Regions from separate parts of the Anas platyrhynchos genome. Here region 2 is linked to region 1. The links are chromatin contacts, called in public Hi-C maps. All regions are on one chromosome and are shown on one strand. The core of a region is the stretch at or near the end of the contact, and the rest is flanking DNA. Distances in the headings are between cores, read along the strand shown.

Evidence for each region. A called contact is a pair of places that touch in the nucleus more often than the background predicts.
Region 2: a Hi-C map of skeletal muscle shows a contact between it and region 1, with 2.6 times the contacts expected there. The contact joins two enhancer-like sites. A contact is called at or near these places in 2 of 8 Hi-C or Micro-C datasets (skeletal muscle and subcutaneous adipose tissue).

Annotation. Positions count from the first base shown.
Region 1 is chr3:86,027,796-86,030,495 of IASCAAS_PekinDuck_T2T, reverse strand. No RefSeq gene overlaps it. Among named protein-coding and RNA genes, the nearest start is that of BCKDHB, 130 kb to the left of the region's middle. Within about 2 kb of position 1,360, at least 2 of the 8 cell types and tissues checked have an H3K27ac peak or open chromatin away from gene starts, as enhancers often do.
Region 2 is chr3:86,115,000-86,117,699 of IASCAAS_PekinDuck_T2T, reverse strand. All of the region lies in intron 8 of BCKDHB (branched chain keto acid dehydrogenase E1 subunit beta), which reads left to right. Among named protein-coding and RNA genes, the nearest start is that of BCKDHB, 41 kb to the left of the region's middle. Within about 2 kb of position 1,374, at least 4 of the 8 cell types and tissues checked have an H3K27ac peak or open chromatin away from gene starts, as enhancers often do.

The DNA of each region.
Region 1 (2,700 bases), core at 111-2,610:
CAGGGTCCAATTCTCAGAGGCTGTCATAGGGTCACAGCCCATACGTGGAAGGTGTTAGAGATTTAACTTCAAACAAAATTTCCCATTCCATGCTTTTGGCAGGACAAGGGAGCAGAGAAGCAGCACATGAAGGTGGATTCTGGGGCCATGGAGAAACTGGTGCAAGAGGCTGGGAGAAGACTGCCTGTCCTTCAGTCTACTGCTACCACCATGGTGACCTAACCTGTATGTCATGTTGTGTTAGTTGTCCCCAGCCCTGTACCAGAAGGAACAACTGATGGATTTGGTCATTAGCCTGTTTTCACATTGCCAGTGCAACACTGAATCAACCCAGCTTTGGGTTTACGTTACTTGCTTTGAAATGGTTGTATGTTCTTTGGTCACTTTTCTTAACTTTATTTTTGCCTGTCTCGGGGGGAAAAGTAAGCCAAAATGATTATAGTACATTAAGCGCAGAAACTTCAATCTGTTCTTGCTCATGTAGGTCAGCAGATAAGTATGCTACAACTGACAGTAATGTGCCACCAGTGTTTGAAAAGGATTCCCTGTTGATTCCTGTGTCTAATTAATTAATTTTATATGATAATTAAATCATTCCTGTTTACTTACACTCCATTTGCTCACAGCTGAGTACTTGCTGAAAACAGAAATTGTCTGAATTTATTACGCCAGCAGTTGCACTGCTTTTAACAGCTCTGTGGTATCTGAGCCACCTTAGCTCCAGTTTTGTGCAGTCCCAAGCAATTTTGAGCTAAGTGACCTGGGCTGTGGATGGATGATTTCTTTTCAGCCATTCCACCACAGCCCTTACCAGCCTCCCGACTTGCCTGGGTGATGTGGCGGTGCAGGCAAGCATGGGGGTTCCCCTCCAGGCCGAACCTCTTGGGTTAACTTGGGCTGTGAAGCAGGAGAGGCAGCTCATGCCTGGCCAGGACTGGCCCTGTCTCTCCCAGCAGGGAACCTGGGTGGTGGTAGAGGAACATGACTGGGGCACTTGGCTCTGCCTGAGGGAGCTGGTGGGGACAACAGTCCCGTCTGCTGCTTCTACCCATGGGTGTCAAGGTGAGCCTCCTCTATGCAAAGGCAGTTTGGCTTGCCAGAGCTCTGGAGTAAGCCAAGTGGACAGTAAAGCCATTGCTCCCTTCCCTCAGCGTCTCGGACCTTGCTGAGGTCTGACTGGTGAAGGACAACATCAGTCTGCAGAGCGACATCAGTATCCCAAGTCCCTTTAGTTTCACCCCAGGTCAGGTAAGGAGCACGCATACAAACTGTTCCTCCACCTGCGCTGCGGCAGTGATACTGCGTGGTGACGCAGGAAGGGTGACCTTCAGTGGGTGACAGAGGCAATCTGCACAAGGGCACGCTATGGCAACGCAGGCAGCAGCCGCACGGTGCCTTCCTCCTGCAGCTGAGTCAGAGCAGCCTGGTGCTCGGCAGGCAGGAAATAAGCCGTGACGGGAGACAAATCGAGGAGCCAGCTCATCTCTGCAAGCGTGGAGACGGTGCTTGGCTGGCCTTGAGCAGCACATCCAGGTGGTAGGTCTCAATGGCAGGTGTGATGCGATTGCACAGAGGAGGCGTTAGGGAGAGTTTGCTGTTCAGCGGCAATGGGCACTGAATTACTCAACACCTGCACGCATTTGCAGTGCAGCACCACAGCTTTTCATGTGCTCAGCTAGCTCAGCTAGCTCACACTCTCTATTTTCTAACCAGGGGTTTGCAGCAAAACAGCAAAATAGTTTTGCTTGCTTTTTTTTTTTTGAACGGCTTGTGCAGAAAAGATAGGCAGGATGCCCCCAGGAGGACCCACAGCTGCAGTCTAGCATTGTAGGCTCCCTTGCTCACCCAGCCTGGTGCAGGGCTGTGCCTCAGGTCAAAGTAGAAGACACGAAGACACTTGAGAGATATGTGTCACATATTAGTGTGGTTTCAGCTCTTTTTTTTTTTTTTTTTTTTTTTTTTTTTTTTTTTTTTATCCTGTAAAAAAAGCAGCAGTAAGATTGTGCCTGCTGTGACGCAAAAGCCTACTTCTTGACCTAAGGGGTGTCCAAAGATACTTCTTGAGAGAGCAGTGAGGCGGTGGAAGAACAAAGCACAACCTTGTTCAAGTGCACCTTGAACTGCTTTATGGCATCTCTTGTTGTAACCCTCCGTTCCTGTGCTTTATTCACAAAACACAATTTAACTTGCGAAGGAGAGTGGGCAGGTTGTCATTCAAGTGTTGATATCTGCAGAACAAAAAGGAATATGGACGAGGTTAGAGTAACCATAGTTGTTGTTCCTTTCCAGAGATCTTTTCTTGTCCTCCACCCATCTCTTCAGTTAGGTTTTTCCCTCCCTTTTTGCCTACAACCTGGCTACTTTTTCTACTACAACACTTTTAAGCTTTTAAAGTGACTTTTACCTCATTTTCCCATAAGAAAACCAACAAGGCTGAGACAGCTGGGTCTGCTTAGCTTAGAGAAGACTGAGAGGGGATCTCATTAGTGTGCATAAATATCCAAAGGGAGGTGTCAACAGGATGGGGCTGGACTCTTTAGTGGTGCCCAGTGACAGAACAAGAGGCAATGGGCACAAACTGAAACACGGGAAATTCCAGCTGATTATGAGGAAAACCTTCTTTACTGTGAGGGTGACAGAGCACTGGCACAGGTTGCCCAGAGAGTCTGTGGTGTCACCTTCTCTGGAGATATTCAAAAT
Region 2 (2,700 bases), core at 125-2,624, 87 kb before region 1:
GATGACTGTTCACCAGTGATGTTCCCCAGGAGTCGGTGTTGGGGCCCATCCTCTTTAATATCTTTATTGATGACTTGGATGAGGGAATTGAGTGCACACTCACTAAGTGTGCAGATAACACCAAGCTGGGGGAAAGTGTTGATCTGCTGGAAGGTACGAAGGCCCTGCAGAGGGACCTGGACATGTTGGGTTGATGGGCAGAGGCCAACGGGATGAGGTTCAACATGGCTAAGTGCCAGGACCTGCACTTTGGCCACAACAACCCCATGCAGTGCTACAGGCTTGGGGGAGAGTGGCTCGAAAGCTGTGTAGAGGAAAAGGATCTGTGGATGCTGGTCGATGCTCACCTGAACATGAGCCAACAGTGTGCCCAGGTGGCCAGGGAGGCCAATGGGAACCATGGATTGTATCAGGAATAGTGTGGCCAGCAGGACCAGGGAGGTGGTCCCTCTGTACTCTGCTCTGGTGAGGCCGCACCTTGAGTATGGTGTTCAGTTTTGGGCCCCTCATTACAAGAAGGACATCGAGGCCCTGGAGTATGCCCAGAGAAGGGCTATGAAGCTGGTAAAGGGTCTGGAGCACAAGTCCTATGAGGAATGGCTGAGGGAACTGGGGTTGTTCAGTCTGGAGAAGAGGAGGCTCAGGGGAGACCTTATTGCTCTCTACAGCTACCTAAAAGGAAGGTGTGGGGAGCTGGGGGTCAGCCTCTTCTCGCAGGTAACTAGTGATAGGACTAAAGGGAATGTCATCAAGTTGTGCCCAGGGAGGTTCAGGTTGGAAATGAGGAGACATTTCTTCTCAGAAAGAGCAGTCAGGCATTGGAAAGGGTTGCCCAGGGAGGTGGTGCAGTCACCGTCCCTCGGGGTGTTTAAGGAAGGGTTGTGTGTGCTGCTTAAGAACATGTTTTGGTGGGTGATACTGGTGGCAGGTGGGTGGTTAGATCAGATGATCTTGGAGGTCTTTTCCAGCCTTAATGGTTCTATGATTATATAATCTCTAACATAAATAGAAAGGTGGAAATGATAGTTGTAGCTTCTTGCTGTAACCTCAGGCCAAGAGGAATTTCTTGATGAAGTTGGTGAAAATGGCAGTGGCTTTCAGAATCAGTTTCAGCAACAGGACTTGCTGTACTTCACTTATTCTCTTCCTGAGTTTCCATCATCAGGGACCAAGAAAGTGTGATAGAAAAGGTGACCATACCAGAGAGTCCTTGGCTGTCCATGGGTCTGTGTGTGGGCATTTAATAGGTAATGGGATCGGTCTTACAGCAGTCCCAACCAATAAGAAAATTATCTGTTGTGACAGGGCAGCACTTTGCCTCAGTCTTACTTACGTCAGCCTTTGTAATCTTAGTCAGTTTTTATGTTTTTCATTACATTACATGTGTTTGTTATGTCTTTCCTTTGCATCTGACAGGAGAAGGAGATAAGGGTGGTGGATGTGATACAAGCTGCAGCCTTTCTGCTGTTCCGCTGGTGCTGGGATGCAGGGCCTTCCGTCGATGAGTGGTCTGTGCTGTGGTCTTATCAGAGAGCAGGAAGAACTTTGTGTTTTACTCACACATCCCTCTGTTTGACTGCAGGGAGTTGTGTCCTTTGTTCTCAGTACAGGCTGTTTTTAGTTCTGCTGCTGCTTTCAATTCCTGCGCACATACACTTCCACTCACATTTCGTTCATACTGACCTTAACATTTCCGTTCCAGTTCTTTACATTATCACGATTCTTCTGTCTGTTGGCTCTTTCTAGAAGGCAGGAAGCCTTATCTGACTTCTTGTGGGCTATCTTCTTGTTCCTAATCATATGCCAGAAGTTTGGCACGGACTTTTAAAGGACTAGTGTTGCCTGTGGGTTAAAGTCATTAAGCTGTAATAAAGGAACTGAATTTTATCAAGTTGTATACATTTGCCTATCTGATATGTTTTAATCTACAGGTTTATTTTATTCTTATACTTACCCAAGAAATATTACATTTTTATAAGGAAATATTTCACTGAATTTTACTTATCTGTGTAATTTTTTTAAGAAAATCCAGGTGCCTTCATGATTGATCTCAGGGAATAAGCAGGCCTGAACCTTAATTTACTAATTTTTACTATCTGCAGTATTGAGATAACTGTAACACTGAAATTTGCAACGTTGCTGTTTAAAAATGAACTACTTTACATAACTGAAAATATATGCAACATTAAGACTGATTTGACAAGGGTGGTATAGGCATGAAGATGAATGGACTTGACATAGTTACTGCTTGGGAGATGAGCAGTAATGTGTCAATTTTCACTGCAAATATAACTGCCTAGTCTGCTTTCTATAGATACTTTTAAATATATAAAGTTGTCATCAAAATACATATTCCATAAAACTTTGAGAAGTTATACTTAGCTACTGCCACCAGAGGCCTCTTTTTAGCCAAGTTAAGCAGCTGCTTTGACTTTGTACTGCTCCTGTCAGCGTGTTTATGAGCGTATGGCTGAGTGAGACGTAAATAAAATAAATGTGTATAATAAATATGGTGAAACATAAGAATTTGTGAAGAATTTTTCAAGATTCTGATATTATGTTCAGCTTTGAAATAGGTTAACATTTGTCATCTGCACGAGGAGGAGATAAGGGTATTAAAGTTTGAGCTAGTGACACTAGCTCATGAGTTATTCTAGAGGATGGATATCTCCTGAGGGTCATTCATCTCAGCTGTTTTTT